Linked DNA regions of Mus musculus: regions 1, 2, 3, 5, 6 and 7 are each linked to region 4. Evidence: chromatin contacts called from public Hi-C, HiCAR-type and HiChIP or PLAC-seq data. All regions are on one chromosome and are shown on one strand. The core of a region is the stretch at or near the end of the contact, and the rest is flanking DNA. Distances in the headings are between cores, read along the strand shown. Region 1 overlaps Cd276 (CD276 antigen). Region 2 holds the start of Loxl1 (lysyl oxidase-like 1). Region 3 holds the start of Cd276 (CD276 antigen). Region 4 holds the start of Adpgk (ADP-dependent glucokinase). Region 5 holds the start of 4930461G14Rik (RIKEN cDNA 4930461G14 gene). Region 6 overlaps Nptn (neuroplastin). Region 7 holds the start of Insyn1 (inhibitory synaptic factor 1).

The links. Hi-C and Micro-C count contacts between places; a contact is called where the count stands out from the background. HiCAR-type assays count read pairs that join an accessible place to other places. HiChIP or PLAC-seq counts read pairs in DNA pulled down with a chosen protein or histone mark.
Region 1: a contact with region 4 is called in a Hi-C map of B cells, with 3 times the contacts expected there. The contact joins the enhancer-like site here to the promoter of Adpgk in region 4. A contact is called at or near these places in 6 of 39 promoter capture datasets (the 3T3-L1 cell line, hippocampal neurons, liver and 2 more), 1 of 15 datasets of contacts at CTCF or cohesin (embryonic stem cells), 14 of 484 Hi-C or Micro-C datasets (B cells, the Ba/F3 cell line, cardiomyocytes and 8 more), 12 of 115 datasets of contacts at active chromatin or transcription factors (the NIH/3T3 cell line, astrocytes, bone marrow-derived macrophages and 8 more) and 1 of 9 other capture datasets (embryonic stem cells).
Region 2: a contact with region 4 is called in an RNA polymerase II HiChIP or PLAC-seq map of embryonic stem cells, with 6 read pairs. The contact joins the promoter of Loxl1 here to the promoter of Adpgk in region 4. A contact is called at or near these places in 4 of 115 datasets of contacts at active chromatin or transcription factors (astrocytes, embryonic forebrain, embryonic stem cells and 1 more).
Region 3: an H3K27ac HiChIP or PLAC-seq map of embryonic stem cells shows a contact between it and region 4, with 6 times the contacts expected there. The contact joins the promoter of Cd276 here to the promoter of Adpgk in region 4. A contact is called at or near these places in 10 of 39 promoter capture datasets (the 3T3-L1 cell line, the HPC-7 cell line, cranial neural crest and 6 more), 1 of 15 datasets of contacts at CTCF or cohesin (embryonic stem cells), 8 of 484 Hi-C or Micro-C datasets (the Ba/F3 cell line, cerebellum, cerebral cortex and 3 more), 18 of 115 datasets of contacts at active chromatin or transcription factors (the NIH/3T3 cell line, VIP interneurons, bone marrow-derived macrophages and 11 more) and 1 of 9 other capture datasets (liver).
Region 5: an H3K27ac HiChIP or PLAC-seq map of embryonic stem cells shows a contact between it and region 4, with 3 times the contacts expected there. The contact joins the promoter of 4930461G14Rik here to the promoter of Adpgk in region 4. A contact is called at or near these places in 2 of 115 datasets of contacts at active chromatin or transcription factors (embryonic stem cells and pancreatic cancer cells).
Region 6: an H3K4me3 HiChIP or PLAC-seq map of bone marrow-derived macrophages shows a contact between it and region 4, with 4 times the contacts expected there. The contact joins the enhancer-like site here to the promoter of Adpgk in region 4. A contact is called at or near these places in 4 of 39 promoter capture datasets (the 3T3-L1 cell line, cranial neural crest, embryonic stem cells and 1 more) and 4 of 115 datasets of contacts at active chromatin or transcription factors (the NIH/3T3 cell line, bone marrow-derived macrophages, embryonic stem cells and 1 more).
Region 7: a contact with region 4 is called in a HiCAR-type map of astrocytes, with 2.2 times the contacts expected there. The contact joins the promoter of Insyn1 here to the promoter of Adpgk in region 4. A contact is called at or near these places in 1 of 39 promoter capture datasets (hippocampal neurons), 1 of 115 datasets of contacts at active chromatin or transcription factors (astrocytes) and 1 of 9 other capture datasets (adipose tissue).

The regions. Positions count from the first base shown.
Region 1 is chr9:58,536,434-58,539,279 of GRCm38.p6, forward strand. It overlaps Cd276 (CD276 antigen), which reads right to left. Exons shown (of 8, transcript NM_133983.4): 3 at 836-1,174. Among named protein-coding and RNA genes, the nearest start is that of Gm51678, 11 kb to the left of the region's middle. Within about 2 kb of position 1,553, at least 40 of the 459 cell types and tissues checked have an H3K27ac peak or open chromatin away from gene starts, as enhancers often do. A contact at or near this core is called in B cells, bone marrow-derived macrophages and pre-B cells, where this site is marked.
Region 2 is chr9:58,311,873-58,314,844 of GRCm38.p6, forward strand. Loxl1 (lysyl oxidase-like 1) reads right to left here and starts at 1,340. Exons shown (of 7, transcript NM_010729.3): 1 at 1-1,340. The coding sequence starts at 1,014.
Region 3 is chr9:58,553,673-58,556,379 of GRCm38.p6, forward strand. It overlaps Cd276 (CD276 antigen), which reads right to left and starts at 1,361. Exons shown (of 8, transcript NM_133983.4): 1 at 1,350-1,361.
Region 4 is chr9:59,290,005-59,293,093 of GRCm38.p6, forward strand. It overlaps Adpgk (ADP-dependent glucokinase), which reads left to right and starts at 1,568. Exons shown (of 7, transcript NM_028121.2): 1 at 1,568-1,862. The coding sequence starts at 1,630.
Region 5 is chr9:58,453,904-58,456,647 of GRCm38.p6, forward strand. It overlaps 4930461G14Rik (RIKEN cDNA 4930461G14 gene), which reads left to right and starts at 1,270. Exons shown (of 3, transcript NR_040736.1): 1 at 1,270-1,453.
Region 6 is chr9:58,619,590-58,622,377 of GRCm38.p6, forward strand. All of the region lies in intron 2 of Nptn (neuroplastin), which reads left to right. Among named protein-coding and RNA genes, the nearest start is that of Nptn, 39 kb to the left of the region's middle. Within about 2 kb of position 1,277, at least 10 of the 459 cell types and tissues checked have an H3K27ac peak or open chromatin away from gene starts, as enhancers often do. A contact at or near this core is called in bone marrow-derived macrophages, where this site is marked.
Region 7 is chr9:58,486,917-58,489,936 of GRCm38.p6, forward strand. It overlaps Insyn1 (inhibitory synaptic factor 1), which reads left to right and starts at 1,687. Exons shown (of 3, transcript NM_176921.4): 1 at 1,687-2,323; 2 at 2,753-3,020.

The DNA of each region.
Region 1 (2,846 bases), core at 303-2,802, 750 kb before region 4:
AGCAGGCTGCTCTTGACTGACAAGAGCCATCTCTGGGATCCAGACTTGGGGTGATAGGATCATCGAGAGTCCCGCAAGAGCAAACCCCTTCCCCGCAGAACTCCTTTCCCTCTCCTGTGCGTGACCTGCTGACCCAGATGCAGCTCCATCCTTCCAGGAGGTCTCTACGGCCTTGGAGTCTGGGGAGTCAAGAAGGCCTTCGATCAGTGGCTCCTCGCTACCTGGAGAGCCCTCCCCCACCATCCTATCACAATCAAGCATCTCACTTGTTGGGAGACTGGAGATAAGGAACTAACTTCCTTTAACTTCAAGTGTGACTGATAAACGCTATAACCCTTTAAATTACTCCCCTTTAAGTTACTCCCCTTTAAGGTGCCACTTAAAACCAAAAACTAAAAGCCCGTGGGGCTTCTGTGGATTGTGATGATCCTACTGTAACACCAAGTTGAGTCCCAGGCATCTGAAGGTGCCATTAGCATTCTGGACCACCCTAAGCATGCTGTGCACATCAAACAAGCCTTGCTCCTTGGCCACCTAAGATTCCGTCACAAGGCCAGGCTGCTGAGCCCTGCCGCAGCCTCTGGGCAGCCCCGGGAGCTGGTACATATGATGTCACCTTGTCCCCAGGTTGTTGGGCTCCCGAGTCATGCTGGGCTTTGAGTAGAAGGCTGGAGGGTGGCAGAGGACAGGGATCATCACCAACAGCATCAGTGCAGGAGATAGTGGAAGGCGCACAGGCTGTTAGCGCAGGCTCATCTGTGGTACAGCAGCGTGTGAGAGGCCACATGCAGAAGGATAAAGAGTGGAAGCAGAGGGTACCCCTCTCCACGCTCACCGGCCACCTGCAGGCTAACAGCAGCGCTGTCAAAGTCCTGGATGCTCACAAAGCAGGTGTAGCTGCCCTCGTCGGTTACTCGGACGCGCTGCAGCCTCAAGGACGCATTGCCTTGCACCAACAGGTCAGGGAAGAGCGCTGTGCGGTTGGAGTAGGCACTGCCTTGGTCCCGGCCCTCCGTGAAGCTGTGCACCAGCTGTTTGGTGTCTGTCAGCTGCCAGATGAGGTTGAGCTGTGCCAGACTGAAGCCAGGCTCTGGGGAAAAGGAGCAGCGTAGGGTGGCATCCGTGTCCACCAGGGCCACCACGGGGTCTTCAGAGACCTGGACTTCCACAGCTCCTGGGGGTGAGTTGGAAGGGGTAGGGCAGTTAGGAAAGATGAGGTTTCCTCAGGGTCTCTCTCCTTTTCCAGCTACCTCTAGGCTCTGCACACGCTTCCTTTCAGGTCAGAGGCTCAGAGTAAGTTCCTATCTATGTTCCTCACTGCAGGCAGCTATTTGCCAACATGAATTAGAAATGCAACAAGGACCAAGACCCAGGTCATACCCTGGAGCTCGTTTATGTCGGAATGGAAGGCAGGCAGTTTGTGATGGACACAGATGTTCATCAGCTTGTGATTAGACAATGTGGGGGAGGGGGAGGGCTTGGTGTTAGAGCATCACCCAGCTTTGGATCCGCTCTATTCTAAAAAAAAAAAAAAAAAAAAAAAAAAGGGAAGCTGTGGGTGGAGAAGAAAGAGGAAGTACTTATAAAAGTCAAAGAAAAAGAAAGAACCAAAGAAGAGGCAGCTTTCAAGCCTGGCAGCTTCTTTCCACCTGCCAGGTCCCTTGCATTTTCCTACAAATACTATCTGTATAGGAAGGGTGCCTGCAGAACTAAACACCCACTGTTCTCAGTGAACTCCCTTGGGTGAGAGAACTTCATGAGTGCCTTTCCTTCTCTTCTCTTCATGAATAAACATACTTAACTTCTATGCAAGAAAGAATACCCATGTCTTTAAATAAGGTGTGAGGCAGGAGCTCTATGAAACACATGTAAGTGTGTCCCAGGAAGAGGGACCAGCAGGTACAAAGGCCCTGAGGTGCAGATCAGAAAGAGCACATGGAAAAGCCCACTGGAGGCCAGCCAGACGGGGCTCTGAGAGATGCTGGAAGAAACCTGGGGTCTCCCACCTTCGAGAGGATGTCATTACGGAGGGCACTAATTATTAGATGTGATCTGGGTAGCAAAGCCTGAAGCTCACCCCGGCTCGTCTATAAAGGGAGACTCTATCGTGGAAGAGTGAGGGGGTGGGTAGTCGGGAGACCAGCTCAGAGGTCCTCAAAAGAAGTGATGGCGACACAGCTGTAGAAAGGACACATGAGGCTATGAGCACAAGTCAGCGAAAGGCTAAGCACTCAGGAGGCAGAGGCAGGAAGATCTCCATAAATTTGAAGCCAGCCTGGTCAACATAGCAAGTTCTAGGCCCTGCAGTGAAGAGCAGCCACAGGGATTGAGCAAACCAGCCAGATCTAAGATGCAGCCCAGAGAATTATCAATATTTGCTGGTTGATGAAGGGTGAGAAGGAAGGAATGTGTGGTGATTTAAATGAGAATGTGCCCCCCCCCCCTTCGCGTGCATATGTTTGAATGCTGTTGGAACTGTTTGGGAAGGATTAGGAGGTGTGGCCTTGTTAGAGGAGATCTGTAACTAGCATGGGCTTTGAGGTTTCAAAAGCCTGTGCTCTCCTCTCTGCTTTGTGCTTGTGGATCGGATGGAATCTCTCAGCTACTGCTCCAGTGCTATGCGGGCCTGCCTGCTGTCATATTCTCCACCATAATGGAGAGGGTCATGGACTCACCCTCTGACATTGTTAAGCAAGCCCCCAAAGGAAATGCTTTCTTTTATAAGTTATAAGAAAATGGTGCCGGGCAGTGGTGGCGCACGCCTTTAATCCCAGCACTTGGGAGACAGAGGCAGGTGGATTTCTGAGTTCGAGGCCAGCCTGGTCTACAGAGTGAGTTTCAGGACA
Region 2 (2,972 bases), core at 90-2,589, 980 kb before region 4:
GGCTGCATAGGGCGGGTACCAGCCGAGGCGAGGATCGCCAGCGCCACCGTAGGTGCCACCGGCCCCCGCGGGGGCCTGCGACACGTCGGTGCTGGGATCAGGGTAGGCCTGCTCGAATCCCGGGGTGCCTTCATTGTACAGGCTGTGCGAGTAACGACGGTCAAGGCCGTCGGAAGGTTGGGGCTGAGGCTGCGGCTGGGGCTGGGGCTGGGGTTGGGGCTGGGGCACATAGGGCCTCTCTGGGGCTGGGTAAAAGCCCTGGGCCGGGTACTCGGGCTGCTCCTCGCCTCCTCCACCTCCGTAGTCCTCGTAACGCGCCCGGGGCTGGAAGGGATAGATGACCCCAGCCGAGGCTACAGCCGCTGCCCCCGCGCCCATGCCGCCGCCCGCACCACGGTAGTACACGTAGCCCTGTTCGTAGGTCCGTGACGCGGGATCGTAGTTCTCATACTGGTTTACGAAGGGCGCCTGCGGATAGGGGAACTGCTGCGGGTAGGAGGATGGCTGGCGATAGGTGGTGGCGAAGGCCGAGGCCGAAACCGAGGAGGAGGCGGAGCCCCCGTGCCGTTGCTGGGAGACGGAGGTGCGGGCCCGAGCCATGCCGGTACTGTCCCCGACGGCCACCTCTCTCCAGTTGTCGGGCACCTGGCCGAAGCCGAACGGGTGCCGCGTTTGGCCGCGCACAGTGTCCGAACCCACGCGTCCGGGCAGGGGCAGGGACGGCGCCTGCCGACGCCGGGGTCCCCCCTGACTGCGCCGCTGCGACGTTTGGGGCGCGCCTGCCAGTAGAACCCTGGAGCTAGTCTCCCCTCGTTGGGGCCCCGCGGGCACGTACTCAGAGCCCGAGTTGAGCAAGCTGTACACCTGCCCGTTGTTCTCCCACTGGATCAGCTGCCGCCAGCGTCCTGGGTCCGAGCCCTGTCCTGGCTGCGCTTGCTGCCCGTGCACCAGGACGCACAGGCAGGCACTCCACACCAGGGTCCTCAGCTGGCTGCCGGCTCCGGCCAGAGCCATAGTGGCCCTTCTGCAGAGGCCGGGTGGGCAGAGAGTGGGCCTCGGTGCGTGCTTCTCTTCCCACGGCCTCGAGGACAGGATGGCTCTTCGCCTGCCCAAGCTCTAGCTTTGTCCATCCTGGCCTTGTCCCGAGCGGGACGGCTCCTCCGATGACAGCATTTCGAGGCCAAGGGGTCAGGGCAGGGCAGGGGCGGTGCCCAGGGCTGCACGAGGCTTTCCGTAGGGCACGGGACGGGCAGGACCTCCTGGGGCCCTTACATGGCCAGCCCCACACTGGCTGGCTGCTCGCTAGGCTGGCGCTTTCCCACTCTGAATGAATAAGCAACAGGCTGAAAGTGTCTGGAGGTTTCAGAAACCTGGTCCGCCTGCTGGGGCCTCCTCCGCGGGGCCCTACGGCCCGCCGGGTTTTAGCTATGTGGCCTGTCCCACAGATCAGTGCTCCCTTAGTCCTGTAGCTTCCAGCCAAGCCACAGACCTGCCTGGGAGGAAGGGAATGAGGTAGGGCGGAGGAGGGGGCCCCTGGGGACTCAGGCCTGGTAAGTGGGGTTTCTGGCAAACATAGCAGGATTAAGATGTGGGCACTACCCTGCTGGTTCCACTCAGTCCTGGACACAGGTTTTTTTTTTTTTTAATTCCACTTTCTTCGTTGACTTCACCTCTTCCTAGGGTTCTTGGGGTGCCTTCTCCCTTCTCCAAAGCTAGTGCTAAGAGACATCCTGGTTGGTGAGACTCCCTGGGGAGATGCCCACCTCTGGCTGGGGCCACCCTGTAATTCTGCATCCTGAAGACATTGGGCGTTTGGTCCTGAGTACAAAGACACTGAACCTTCAGCTCTTCTACCAGGTCTCAGTCTACAGGCTTGGGAACTAGGATAGGTATGTCTCTCTGCTGAAGGGGACTTGGGAGCTCAGGGCAGATGCTGACATCACGTACCCCCCACCCCCTCCAGTGGCTTCTGCCCTGTGCTTCCTGAGTTGATAGCCAGAAATAATCGGAGTCTAAACATGAATAAGAAGAACCCAGCCGGTGGCAGCCTTGGATATGAGATATGCCATTGTGAGGCAAGGGGAACCTTTAACATAAAGCAGAGAGAGGGAGGCCTTGGGAGAGCCGTGGCCTGGGAATCGCATGCTCCTTCCCAACTCTGAGTTAGTGGACACATTGATCACTGGGGGATTATTCCACAGAACTCCATCTGTTCTGGCCGATTCTCTGTTCCCTCCGGGGATGTCAGGGCTAAGAAGAAAGGTAAATTTTAACTTTTACTTGGTACCTAAGAGGTTACCCTCTAAATGCTGTTCTCCAGGCTTCCCCTAGGCTGTCTTCTGTTTGGCCTTGGGAGCTGGAGGGCAAAGATTACCCCCTGAGACTTATAAACAAGACAGGAAGGATCTGTCCTCAATGCTGGATGACTCTGTTTTGTAAACTCCTGGGCCCCGTTTAAGGAGGAAACAGCCAGAATGATGCTCTTTGGGAACCAGGACCCCTCTGCCCTCCATCCTTACCAGGAAGCATCTATCAACCCACCAAACTGTGGGTTTCAGGACTGATACTTCACATATGTGTCTTGGGACACTGGATATCTTCCCCCCCCCCCCCCCCGAGACAGGGTTTCTCTGTAGCCCTGGCTGTCCTGGAACTCACTTTGTAGACCAGGCTGGCCTTGAACTCAGAAATCCACCTGCCTCTGCCTCCCAAGTGCTAGGATTAAAGGCATGCGCCACCACACCTGGCTGACACTAGATATCTTAATCTAGCCAGAAAATTGGGGGCTTGCAATAGCACTCTTGCCCGTGATATCGTAGATCCAGTGTAATGTCTGGATTCCTACAATAGTGACTGATTAGGCTGAAGACTAGCAAGTCTTGGTTCAATTGAAGCCTGGGACCTGGAGGGTTAAGCCTTCCCTCCCTCCTGCTCCCCCCCCCCCCCAGTGTTGGCCTCAGCTGCTTAGAATC
Region 3 (2,707 bases), core at 111-2,610, 740 kb before region 4:
GGAGTCCTAGGGACTTCTGGGAGGACAAAGGGAATGAGAAAGGAGGCTCAGTTAAATAAATAGCTCTCAAACTGTTCAGACACTTTCATTGGCATCTCAAACTGAAAGTAACTACTACACACTCAAAAAAAAAAAAAAAAGTCTTTGAGCTGGCCTGGTGGTGCATGCCTTTGTCCCAGCATCTGGGAGACATAGGCAGGTAGATTTATGTGAGTTCAAGGTCAGCCAAATCTATAGTGAGGTACTATCTTAAAAAAACAAAAATAAAAACAAAAACAAAAAACCCAAACTTTTTTTTTTAAGGATTTGGGTTTTAATTTAATCACTATTCATTTACAGATGGCCCACAATCAATTTGAAGGGAAATAATTTTTCACAATTAAGTAGGTGTCTCCCCGACACATACACAAAACCCCGGTCACGCACATACAAACTTCGGGTCTAATGTTTGCTTAATATTTCCCTTCAGTGATAAGCTCTCAGGTCTGAGTCACCCACCATACATTTCTCATTAGGACAGGTTTGGCTTGGAAATAAAACTCCCTTTCTGCCAGGCCACTGCCTCAAGCTCCGAAATCTGCGACTGGTTGACTGGGGCCTAGTAAGAAAGGGCCCTGGAGAGCCGGATTCAATTTTCTCGTCTCTATGTGCCACCCTGGTCCTCCAGCCTCTCCCTACCTTCCTTCAGACCTCCTCTCCATCCATCTCCATTTACCTAAGACAGCCCAAACTGTCCCATCCCATTTCCTCTTCAGTCTTTTATTTTTCGAAGGAGCCTTTAAAGCTATTCCCAGAACCTGTTCCCTCGTGCTCTTCTGCAGACCTGGTCCCTCTTCACCATTCAGATCCAAGAACAGGGGACCACCTAACCTCGTGCTCCCCTCCCCCGCAGTTTCCCCTTTCAGAGCTGGCATTCATGGTGTTTTCTTCCTCAAAGTCCGGAGAATGCCTCCCTTCCAGTCTTGGCTAGCAGCTTCCTTAAGCTTCAAGAACCATCAACCCAGTGACCTACCTGCCTGCATCCCTACTCCACACCCAGGGCCTGAATAATCAGTCACCCACCCCGTTTCGGGCCCCACAAGCCCCAGACTTGGGAGTCATCAGATCCCACAAATCCCAGCGGGTCTCAGCCCCCCGAGGAGGGAGCGGCCAAGCAGGGGTGCTCTCAGCTACTCCGGACCCTAGAGCCCCAGCGGTCATCGTGGATCAGGGTGCCGGTGCCCTGCGGGTAAGGGCCGCGGAGTTCCCAGCTCCTTGCACCCGGCGCCTTAGCGCGTGCAGTCCAGGCGCCGCCGCACACAAAGGTGGACCCAGCAGCCCACGCCGCCCCGCGCCACGCAAGCACTCACCGCGCCGCGCCGACTCCCGGGACTCGGGGACGCGGCGGGGCGCAGCCCAATCGCCGCCACTGTTGGTGCCGCCGCCGCCGCGAGGCCCGGCCAGACTGGGGCCGGGGGCGAGAGTGAGGGGCGGGACGGCCAGAGGAAGCTGGGGGCCCGGAAAAGCCGCCCGGGTGCGCCCCAGAGGCTGGATTGGCCCTGCGGCGAGATCCGAGGGTGAAGCCTGAGCCCGCCTGCTGGGCAGGGCCCGGGGTCTGGACCCGCCCCGACCCAGACCCTTGTTGGACCCCGACGGGGGAAGACCCAGTACTCTGAGGAGGAGGAGGAGGTGTTGGGCTACTCGCTGCCCATCCCCCACACGGATCCTAGCACTTCCAAGAGCCGAAGTTTCTTTTTCGGTGAGAGGGGACAGGTGACCGGCCACTGACCACTCCCACCCTCGGAACTGCTGGCTCCAAGCCCCGCTGCAATCCAGCTGTCCCCATTCAGTCCAGAATTTCTCCCCTCGACACCAGGCCAGCACCGCGGCTCGGAAAGGGTTAACTCGACAGCGAAGAATTCCGAGTTGCTGGGAGCTCTCTATAAATACAGTGTCGTGGGCGCCTGAGCCAACCACAGGGCAATTTCCACTGAGATGGTTTTCCTCGTTTTCTTACACCCACAGCAACCGGACTAACGCTGCTCTCAACCCTTTTATCCCAGCCGCATGCCAGCTGCTGGCTAGCCCAGGTTCTGTAGAGAAGAGTAAGCCTGGGTGCCCTCAACCCTGAACCCTTTCTTTGCCATCTATCTATCCCCATCCCCTTTCACTATGTCCTTAAAAAAAAAAAAAAAAAAAAATCTAGCTGCAGGCAGCGACAAGAGGAGGGCAAAGGATGATTAAGTCTGTCTGGAATTTGCCAACATCCCTTCACCTGTGTTTGTATCTGTCCATTACACAGACAGGAAACAGCAACAGCGTAGAGGGCCTTCTGTGGGCTCAAATGAAGGCAGCATGCTTTCCTCTCTGGCCTCCATAGATCTCCCAAGGGTCCCACCAGGTAGAAATTATTTCTGTTTTGCAGATGAAAAAAAAAAATTGAGACTCAAGGAAAGAAGGGACTCCAACCTTGCACTGCTTGCAGACTTAGCAACCAAGTGACAGCAGCTGTCAGAGAGAGCTTAGGAAATAATCGTGAATCCACACGGGTCTCGGCTTCTGCCAGCTACTATTTTAAGCTCTTCACAATTTATCTCTTTTAATCCCCCAAATTCAGTGAAGTGAGTGCTGTTACTCGCATTTTTGCAGATAAGGAGATTCAGACACAGGCTTTATAGTAGCTCACCCGAGGGCACCCAGCTCTTAGGGAGAGGCAGAACTATTCTAT
Region 4 (3,089 bases), core at 318-2,817:
TCCCAAAACTGATCTTGGGAATTTATATTTAATGGGCTTTAGCCAACCTTCAAACACATGTGACTTTGCCAGTCCACCTCCCAAATCAATTAATCACAGACACCTGGTACTGGTTCTCAGTAAACAGAGGCAAAAAATGCTTCTGTTTACAGACACTCTGTAAAGTGTCTGTCTAGAAGGTATAAGACCTTCCCTTCCTCCCTGAGCACCAGACACAGAGATACACATTTGTAATTCCAGGAGCTAGAGGGAAGAGGATCAGAAGTTCAAAGTTGGGGCTGGAGAGATAGCTCAGCGGTTAAGAACGCTGACTGCTCCGGGGGTCTGAGCGAGAAGAAAAAAGTGTCTGGGGACAGCTACAGTGTACTTACATATAATAAATTAATAAATCTTTTTAAAAAAAGTTCAAAGTCACCCTTGACAACGCAGTGAACTTGAGGCTAGTCTGGGCTAGTAACCAGTCTCTGGCCAGTTAACAGCTGAGAGCCATAACAGAAACACTTTGGATACTGGGGGTGGGGGTGGGAGATAACGTCCAAGATCAAAGCCAGGGAAACACATTTCTATTAACAAGTTCAAAAATTATAGACAGAGTAGAAAATTGGTCAGGAGCTAGCAGAACTAGCAAAATAGAAATAGGCCAGGCTAGATGAGGCTGAGAATGAACTGGACATCAAGCCTAGCTTTCCTGCCTCTTAACCTACCCTCTCACATAGAACCGTCACATCAAAGGAGGAAGGGCTGGATTTCTGTAGTATCACCCGGAACAACTAAACCAGGATTTAAAAACTCGAGTCTATAGTCCTTCCATACTGTACACATGATTGTATCCCTTTGCGGCTTACTCTGGGGTTGTTCAAAGGAACACCACCTCCGAAAGGGTTATCTAAGGGGTCTGAGTGTTAAATCTGATCTCTAGATTGAACAAGATCGCTTCAGTCTTAGCGGAAGCCTTTGACTAGCTGAAAATCTCAAGAGGTGGACTCCCCGTGCCCAGCACCACTAGGGTCTGAGCAGATTCCTCTCGCGGGAAGCCCTTCCCATCGTCGTGCACCCTCCGCCTCGCCACTGCACCAGACTTAGAAAGGAACCGGCCTAGTAAAACCATGGAGGTCAAACACTGGCGGAGGGACGGATTAAGAGACAACAGCGTGGCTCGTTGTCAATGGGAGACCGACTACTCTAATCGCGAGGTTTGCTGCTTCTTCGTTATCTGCATGTCTTATCTTACTAGGGAAGTAAAAGTATTCTCTCGCCCCCACCCCGGACACACACACACTCTATCTCAGGCTATCAGTGAATATCGGGAAGACGTGTACGGATTGGGAACCACACTACTGCCTTTGTTCATCCAAGGACAGAATCGCACAACAGCGTCGCCCAGCGCCAGCGCCAAGACTTAAACAGAGCGAACCCCCAACGCCAGCCCTGTCGTCGTCCCGCCTCCAGCCCACCCATAGCTCCACCCATAACTGGGGCTGCAGTTCCGTCGTAGCTCCGCCCATCGGGAGGAAGAGCCTGTGGCGCGCGGGTGTGACGTTACGCACGTCTACGTCAGCACGCGCCCAGCTGGGAGGAGGCGCGAGCCGAGAAAGGATCCTGTAGCCACCGGTGCGGCGGTGTGTGCACATGGCGCTGTGGCGCGGCTCTGCGTGCGCCGGCTTCCTGGCGCTGGCCGTGGGCTGCGTGTTCCTGCTGGAGCCGGAGCTGCCGGGCACGGCGCTGCGCTCGCTCTGGAGCTCCCTGAGGCTGGGACCCGCGCCAGTGCCCGTGGGACCTCTGTCCCCGGAGAGCCGGCTGGCAGCCGCTTGGGACGCCCTCATCGCGCAGCCCGCCCGGCGCTGGCGCCGCGTGGCTGTGGGGTGAGTGCCTGCGGGGCCTGCCTGCGGCTCTGGGCCTCCCCGGGAAGTGCGCGCGCTCCGGGGTCCGCCCGGGACTCGGTGGTGTCTGGGTTGCCCTCTGGGCGAAAGTGTCGGACGCGTGAGACGAGCCTTTTTCCGTCATCGCTGCAGGGATAGTCAGCATATTTCCACCCGGTTGGCCCTGCTCCCTGTAAAAGCAGCTCTCATAGCTTCTTAGAAATTCAACTCAGCCTGTCACTTGTAATTTTTGAGGTTACTCTGTTGTCTGTCTTCCAGCCCTTTTTTGCCGACTGTTCTCAGGTGGCCACGATGGTTTTCCTATTTTTTTAGCACTCTTCCTAACGTACTTAAAGCTAAATGCTTCTGTCTCTAGCTGTTGACTTTACGTCATCCGGTCTGAAGACCACTCTACTAAGACTGCTCATTTTCATATTCAACATTTTTTGTTAAGGATTCCTTACCAGAACTCTGCGCCTTTCGCGTTTAGCACGCCCTTCTCGAAACTACCTTCTTCCCCATACTAAGTGATAGTTCATATTTTTAAGGTTCTCTCAAATCACAGTATCTCCTTTCTTTGTGAAACTCACAGAAATGTATCCAATTTTTTTTACACTAACCTTAGTCCCTCTTCCAGTTAGGCTTGGCTTTCTTGTCTTGTCAAGGGCACTATGCATCAGCGAGTTTTTTAGTATGTTTTTCTTTAGGTTAGAGTTGGTTTTTTTTTTTTTTTTTTAAATGTTGCTTCTGTTGTTCCTTTTTGAACTACAGCCTCCTTGGCTGGTCTGGAACGTAAGTAGATCATTAGAACATAGATCATTATCTGATCTGTTTGCTTCCTTTTTCTTTCTTTCTCTTGTCTTTTTAGTTTAGTTTTATTTTTAAATTATTCTTCTTTAAGACAGGGCTTCTCTGTGTAGTCCAGGCTCTCCTGGAACTCACTCTGTAGACCAGGCTGACCTCGAACTCTAAGGACCAGCTGCTTCTGCCTCCCTGGTGCTGGGCTTAAAGACCTGGCTTTATCAGGTTCTTGATCATCTTTCTTGGAGCTATGTCAGGTGTGTGCTGGGCTCTGAGGGCATATGTATGGAAGAAGTCAGGTCTGTGCTGCATTTTTTTGGAAGCAGCTTGAGCAGCTACAACAGAATAACTCACACTAGTTGCTTAGAACAACATAAACTTTCTGTGACTGGAGACCGATAGTTCCAGATCAAGGTGCCAGGGTGATTT
Region 5 (2,744 bases), core at 20-2,519, 840 kb before region 4:
GAGAGGCTGAGTCACACTGTCCTGTAGGGTAGAGCCTTATCAGTGCTGCAGATGCCACTGGGGGACAGAGTCTGAGAGAGTTTCCATCTCATCAGCCAAGGAACATGTCTCCTTTTGAAGGTGTCTGGGGGTGGAAGGTCTTGCATCTCAAGGAAGCAGGCTTAGTTAATATGTCTGGGCTTCGTAGCAGAGGTGGGGGAGCAGGGCATTTGTGACTGAGGCTTCACGGGGAAGATCACTCTCCCATGATGCTTGGCTAATGTGTGACTCATGTGAACTGACGATAGTCTGGCTGCCTTTGATCTGAGCTGGGATGTGGCTTAGAGCCTGATTACCTAGAGGTCTGGCTGCTCTTGAATAGAAGTATACATGCTCTCTCCAAAACCACGCAGCCCCCCAAAGGCAGGAGGCAGTGACCCACCAGCCACATTCCCCATACCTTGGTAGGAGACGGGTGTCAAATGCAATGCTGGTACCCTGCCTATCTAGGCTGAAGTCACTTTTGAGTCAAGTTTTCCTTGGCCTTAGTCAAGGCCCTGAGGTACAAAGTGACCTGTCTTAGGACGCTCTGGAGGAGACACTGCCAGCACAGATGGGAGAGTGAAGCCAAGGTGTGGAGCTTCATGATGCCAAGAGCTCATGACACTTTTGCTTCAGTGCCCCCTTCAGTGCCCAGAGCCTTCTCCACTGGAACCATCCCTTTTAGTCAATGGCTCATCCTGGAAACATTCTCGAAGCTGATTACCAGGCCCAATAATGTAAGACTCTGGTGAGAGATTTCCCCCCCACACACACCTTTGCCCCCAACACACACACAGTGAACAACGCTGAGCCGGGAATCGTTGCAAAAACAAGAGGAATTTTATTGTTCCAGCATGCTGGGGTCACCCTGCACAAGAAGAAGAGAGAACAAGGACTCTGCACAGCCCATTCGGTAAGTTTTTATACAGTTTTCAGAGCCGCAGCCATTGCGCACATTGTGATTGGCAGAACAGTGCGACTTTTAAACTGATTGGTCTTTAGGGAATGAGGTGGCAAGGACTTCCCTTGTCTATAGGTGGCCAATGGTCACAGAATGTGTCTATGTGCTCAGGACTTCCCATACCCGCAAGTGGCTGATGGTTGGTTCCTCCCTCCCCCCACCTTGTCTGAGGAATGTAATTAGCCCCTCCCTTCCGGAGGGGGTGGTGCCTAAGTCCTCTATGACCTTTCTCTTCCAGGAGAGGAGATGGAATTTTCCAAAGTTCCTGAGTTGACCTCTTCAGTGCCAGGCATTGGCATTGTGGAGATGAACTAGGCAGGTACTCTCCCTCAAGTACTTCCCAGCCCAGAAGGGGACAGGACCACACCTGAGGACTATCCTAAAGATCTGAACAGTGGAGACAGAATGAAGAGAGCTTGCTTGGACAGCTTTATGTAGCAGAGCTGGTACAAGTGACTTAGGCCTTGAAGGGTGAGTAGTTCATTGAGTTAAAACAGGTATTGTCCAGGTCTGGATAAAAGGGGAGAGGGCAATGATAAGACAACAGAAAAATGAAATGGGGCTTCAGTGGGGGAATATTTACAGGCCCAGAAACCCCAAACTGATGATCATAGGGTGATGTGACCTATGATCAAGGCCTATGTCCTACAGGTGTAGCCCTATACAACATCTGACTTTGGAGCCTGGCACCACAGTGGCAAGGTCTGGAGCACTTTGCCTTACTTTCTGGGCCTCACTGCTGCAGACGGAACAATGACGGACCCAGTGCTCTGAGCACACTCCCAAACACCCTGACTGGAGAGTAGGTGTGTGAATGGCAGCTATCACTGTCACGTGAATTATTACATTGATTTAGAAGGATCTGTTCAGTTCATAAACCCCAAATAATGGAGCCCAGCCAGTCATGAGACTTGCAGAACTATAGAGTCACTGGGGTAGAGCTGGTGCTGGTACTGGAGGCCGTGCTAAAAATGATCCCCGAGGTCTTAGTCCTGGCAGAGGAGAAACGCAGCAGGCTGGGCTGGGTAACTGTGTTGGCAATTTCCCCTTCAAAACCACCTGAACTGGAGCCCCATTCATTAGCATGAGAATGGCGCGCCGGCTGGGATCTGAGGGTCCAAAGGTATTTGTATTCGAAAGAGCTTCCTCTGTTCTTGGCTCAAAGTCACTGCGGCCTGAGCTGCGAGGCTGGGCGGGGATCCAACACACACTGCGGGTAGCCTGGGAAAGAGGGGAGTCCTACCCAAGTGGTTGCTCCGAGCCTCGGGACCACACTCAGAAATGCAGCCCAGAACACCTTCCCCATCCCAGCCCACCCGGAGCCATCCCTGTATTTGGGAAGCTCTCTTGTAAGTTCTTGAAATGTCTCCCCACCCCTCCAGCCTTTATTTCTTTTTAAATCCTGTGTGGAAGAAGGCAGGGGTTTGAGACCTGTGTGCCTCTCACAAAGGAACCTAGAGTTTTCAAAGGTGGAGAAGCACTGCCCAACGGGATTAGTAATAGTAACCATCATTACAGCTAGTGGTTGGGAGCTGCCCCTTGCCAGGCATCATGTTAGGAATTTTACATACATTATCCTCGGTGTGGCTCTCTTTTTAAAATTCATGCCACAATCCTGAGATGTGGTTTCAAGCCTCACTTTACTGATCAGGAAACTATGATGTGGAGGATAGTGTTAGCTTACCCAGGATTAAGAAAATAAATTTCCTATCTGGAGTATGGGCTACAGTATTAAGTTCCACACCTCCTGATTGCCCTTCCG
Region 6 (2,788 bases), core at 27-2,526, 670 kb before region 4:
AGCCTTTTCCCTCGCTATGACTTGGTGTCATCCTGTTCTGTTGATAGGAATGTTGCCATGGTGCAGTGTGGTAGTATGTGTTTTGTTGGGTGGCATGGACATTTCCATAGCTCCAGCTCTTTTTCTTTTCTAAGGCAGTGGCATGTGCTTCTCTGACAGCAGCCCTCCAATGCAACAGCACAGTTCTTACTGGGCCTATTTTCTTAAAAGCAGCCACCTGAGAGTCTGTCCCTTAGTCTTGCTATCAGGAGCTAGGTGCTCCGAAGCTGAAAATTATATTGTTTTAGAAACTTATCATGCTGTCTTGAAAGTTAGAATTGTATCTGGTTTCTATCCACAGACAGCTTGACTTTGATGTTTTCACAAAATTCCTTATCCTGGTGGATGATAAACTCAAAAATAGTTTGGAAATCATTCACACTGTCTGTTTCTTTTTTTTTTTTTTTTTAAAGTAAGTTAAATCTCAATCCAAGTCCCTTTGAGTCCTGTGTCTGTTGTTAGGTTTGGGTGGCCAGTTCTCTTTCTGAAACCTGCATGTAGGAAGCAGAGCACAACACAAAAATCCGTGCTTTCACCAGGAAGGGTTCTAGTTCTGCATTTGACTTGGTTATAACTCAGGGGCATTCTCAATTTAATGGAGGGGCCTCTGATACTGTTGCATGATTTTGAGTGGTTCAGTGAGAGACCTGACTGATTTAGAGAGAATAAAGTTTAAGTAGTAAAATAAACTATTTTTGTGAGCAATTTGGTGATAGCACAGTAATGCGAGAGGGACCTTGAATCTATATACTTGGAAAACTGAATGTATTATACTAGAATGTATATATATGAAAAAAAATCAAATTAGTATTTGTTTTGTATCTACTTGGAAAACGGGGGCTGTGAAAGGGAAACAGGAGAGGCTGTTGCAGTTGGTACTGCTGGATCAGAGAGCCTGCTTCTGTGAAGGGGAAAAGAAAACCTGTCTGTGAAAATGGGGAACATTAACCCAGCAATTTTTCTTTCTTTTAACAATTTTTTTTCTTTTAACAATTTTTTTCCCCTTGCACGCCTCTTTCTCCTGCCCCCTTGCTCCTTTCCTTAAACAAAAAGCAGAATTATTTAAATGGCCACAAAGGTCTCTAGAAGTTCATAGTTATAGACTGGGCATTAGGTAGTTTCACTTCTAAGAATCTTAACTTGTAGCTAAAAAGACTGTATGTAAGGATTTTAAGAGTAGGGCTTTGGAGTTAAGTATGCATCAGTTCCCAAGAGCACTTAGTACTTCCCCAGTTTACTTAACTTAAGGGTATCTGCATATACTTGAGTCATAGTCTGGCTAGTCAGTTTCTCCCTTGATATCCATATCACTTGGTTAACACAAGTTAGCTGTGATGCCCTGAATTTAACTTTAATTGAATTGTTTTGTGATCTTAGGCTCCTTAGAAGCATTGCCTCTAGAGGGAGGTTGAATTCTTTTAAGAATGACATACTAGTGTTTTCTCCAAAGCTCTTTGAGTAATGTTATCCAGAAGAGAAATGGGTCCAGTTTTTAGGCGTGTTTTGCCAAAATATGTTCTTTACATAAACATGGTGGTTAGGGTAAGGGTCCTACCTATTGCTTCTAAATAGAAGTCAGTGACAAGTAAAAAAAAAAAAGAATTTCTAAATGTTCATCTCTCTTGGACTTTCACTGGGTAGCACTGGGCCACAGAAATAAATGTCTCACCTTCATCCTGGTGTAGAACACAAATGTAGTACTGTAGCCAGAGCTCAGCATAGTGCTAGTTTCACATACAGTAATGACAGAAATCAGGTTACCCTGCACTAGAGTCCTCCTATGGCACAGAATCAACGTGCTCCCAGCTGACTCTTTCCTGGATCCTTAACATTTAAGGGAAAAAGTACTTTCTTTTGCCTTCTAAGATTTCTTAGCAGAAAGTCTACCAGATTGCTCTCATCACCTTCTTAATCTCCCTGAGCTGCAATGATCATTTGCACCGTTACAGGTAAGAGTAGCATTTTCTTTGCTTCCTTGTATATAAACATCTGGAAACTCTTGGCCTCATTCTCAGAGTTCACCCTTTCTCAGTGCAATCTGAGAGGAAGAACCAGGAGATTCCCGAGTGGGATTGAATATGAAATTGGAAAATAAAAATTCAGTGAAAACCTTAAAGTGTGTTTGGGTTTAATGTTGCTTTTGATATATTTTTAATTTCTCTTCTGTGGAGTACTGGTTCTATCTTTTTCTCTTCTGTTTTTGCTTGGTTTTAATTTTTCTTGGAATTGTGATGCTTTCTGCTGATGGTGTATGTGCGCCTTCCATTGCAGGGTTTGCAGCTGTTCTGCTCGACTTCTTAAAGCTCAGGGATTTGGCTTCTTTCTGTCCAGTGTGTCTTGAAATCATGGGACACCAATGCGCTAACGTGTTTACATGCATCTGCTTTTGTCTTAGTGGCTGCTATGCCTCCATTATTTGTATATAGAGACCTTGTTTGGTGTTACTAAATAGGACCAGTACTGAATGGAAGATAACTATTATCCTGTTGTCAGAATTGAAAATTAGTTAGAATCAGTTTGTTAATTGAGGGAATTTTAAGATTTGTTCTATCATAAGATAATAAAGACACTAACTTTATAAGCGGAAATGTTACATGGGTTAGAAAGTCATTAAGACATTACATTTTCCAAATACCTTGTGACTTCTCCATCCGTTCTCTTCCCTCCTCTGAACTATATAAAAAGAAGCAGTTTCAGAAGAGGGAGACAGTTCTATCCTTAAGAGTTAGAACTATTCTTTATAAAATGA
Region 7 (3,020 bases), core at 437-2,936, 800 kb before region 4:
TTTTTTTTTTTTTTTTTTTTTTGGTTTGGTTTGGTTTGTTTTCCAAAACAGGGTTTCTCTGTGTAACAGCCCTGACTCTGGCAGACCAGGCTGGTCTCGAGCTCACAGAGATCCACTTGTCTGCCTCCCAAGTGCTGCGATTAAAGGTGTACTCCACCACCACCAGGTCTAAATTCCAAGCTTCTGTCCACAGCCTCCTGTTTCCTGATCTGGTTTTTCTCTGTTCCACTTCATACAGTCTTCCCAGTGGCACCAACAGGGCCACTTAGACTGAAACTTGCCCTCCCCCACATTTGCTCCTGAGTGGTTCCTTCCCCCTATCTTCCTTCCCTCTAGGAAGCAGATTCCTCCCTTCCCCAGGGCAAGGTCACCGGTCACCGGGACTCCCACTGAATCTTCTGTTAAGATTCAGCTCAAGGGTTGAATTCCTGGGAAGAACTTGGGGGAGTGGGGGTGGCCTGTGCTTCCTCCTAGTTACCCCATACCTGCCAAGTTAGCAACGCTCCTAGAACTACATGCACCACCCTTCAGTTTACTCAAGAATGTCCTCATGGGGAAATTTCCTCGATATTTCCTCCTCAACAGGGCCTGAAAGAAAAGGAAGGAAGGAAGGAAGGAAGGAAGGAAGGAAGGAAGGAGGGAGGGAGGGAGGGAGGGAGGGAGGGAGAGAGAGAGAGAGAGAGAGAGAGAGAGAGAGAGAGAGAGAGAGAACAAAAATATGTTGAAAACTTAGGTGAAGAACTAGGGGAACAGAACCTTCAGAAACAGCCCAGCACCCACTCTGCCCTCCCTCTCGGCCAGAGCGTGGCACACAATAGGTGTTCAGTAAAGGTTGGCTGGATTCTATTTACTGAACTGACACAAGATTTGGGACAGTTTGAGGTATGATGGCAGAGGAGGGTAACAGCCAGAAGGGGAACCCCGGGACGCACCACCGTGAGGGGAGGAGGGTCAAGGGATTGTGTAAAAAGGAGGTGAAGGAACTTGGAGTCAAGTCTGGGCCTCTGTGCGCCCAGGGCAGCGGGCAGTGGCCGGGCTAGTTCTCCTCCAGGTCCGCTGGCGCCCAGTCCAACCCGCTCCCTAGGGTGGTGAGACCCCCCGGCTCGCGCGCTCGGTTCTGGGCGCTGGGAGGCGTGTGTGTCGCTTTAAAAGCTCCCTCCCGGCGCGCGGGGCCGGCCCCTTCACTGCCAGCGCCGAGGCGAGCGGAGCCGCGCGAGCCCGGCGGCCTTTGAGGGAGCCTGCGCCCGGCCGGGCGGCCAGTCCGGCGGGGCGCGGCGGCGCTCGGGGTAAGCGGGCCAGGCCCGCGGAGCCGGGTGGGCAGGGCAGGGCAGGGCAGGGCGAGGGCGAAGCAGCCGGGGAGAAAGGCCCGAGCAGCCCCGGTGCCTCGTTTGCCCCATCGGCAGCTACCCGGCGCCCCGGGCCGCGAGGCGCGGAGCCGTGAGCGAGCGCGCTGGAGGCGGTGGAGCCGAGCGGAGGCTGCGCGCCCGGTGTGCCTGGCCGGGCCCGGCGCGCCTCCTCCATCGCCTCCCTGGCGTCTCGCTCGCCCCCTTCTGCTTTCCTTTGCTTCCTCGGCTGAGCCCCGCCGTGCTGAGGCCCCCCCGACCTCGTGCACTCATCTCCGCTGTGCTCGACACCGGGTCCCCCTGGCCACGGCTGCTTCCCCTCCCCCGAGACGCGAAGGAATCCGGACTTTCCCCACCGTTGATGGAGCCGACTGCCGGGCTGGACTGAGCGGTTTCTGCGGCCGCTCCAGACGTCGCCCGGGCCGGAGCACGGACATTCTGGGTCCCGGCTGAGTACACCCCGGACACCTAGCAGTGCCAGCTCGGGAAGGGCAGAGCAAGGCAAAGGCAGGACAGACCCCGGAGGGGCTCAGACCTGCCCATCTAGAATGGACAGAGAGAATCGCGAACCCTGTGGAGCCCGGGGAATGCCGGGCGTGGGCTGAGGGGATCCCGGCGCCCTCCCCAGCCCTCCGACTTTGGCTTAGTCGCCTGGACCGGACCGGTGTCACCTCGGCTCGGGTCACCTGTGGCCTCGGGGCCTCCGAGCTCGCCGGACCCTCGCGACCGGGAGCCTGGCGAGCGTGGTGAGGAGATTTTTGGGGATTTTTTTTTTTTGCCCCCTTCCCCGGAGCGCGGAGGCCCCGCCCCCTCCCACCGCCCAGATGTCTCCGGTCACCGCTCGGAAGACCTTCCTGAGGCCAGGAGCCGAAGGGTCCAGAGAGAGAAGCCCGCCCTAGGGAGCCTTGGGGGCCCCCCAACCTCGTCTTGTGGCTCGGCCCCGACACTGCTTAGAGGAAAGGCCACTGCCCCCACCCTTGGTGAGTAGGGGAGTCCAGCTTCGGAGGGTTCGGAGGGAAGGCGGGGTTGGGGGAGAAAGGGTCCTCTGGGAAGGAGGGCACCCTGTGGGCATTGAAAGAAGGTTGGAGAGCTGGAGAGGCCCTGTGCTAAACCAGTCTGGCCAAGCTTGGTTGGTGGCTGGGGGCGGGGGGTGCACCACGGCTAGAGTGCTCCAGAGGAGGCTAAGGGCTCATTCCTCTAAAACAGGGGCTCCTCCACTCTTCTGTTGAAGAAGGGTGTTGAAAACTATCTGCCTCCACCACCCCTCCCCACTAAATAAATAAATAAATAAATAAATAAATAAATCTCCAGCTAGGAAGGAGGGTGCAGGCAGAGAGAAGAGGGAGGCAGCAGCAGCAGGCTGGTGCAGCAGCCTGGGAGGGCTGACGCCAGGCTCGCTCTTTCTGCAGGGGGCTGCCCTCCTCCAATCCAGTTCCCTCTCCAGTGCTGTTCACATCTGGAGCCCCCTCCACATCTGGAAGATCCTGATCACCGTCCCTGTGCTGGTTCAGCTGCATCTAGAGACCTCTGCCTTTGTAACTGCCTAGGAGTTGCGAGGGGATTGCTGCCTTCCCCCATCCCAAGGGCATCTCTTACCCTTAGTCCTTGCAGAATCATCCCCCTGCCTCCGCATCCAGATTCGGGCAAAGATCAGCTCTGTACACCATAGGCACTTCA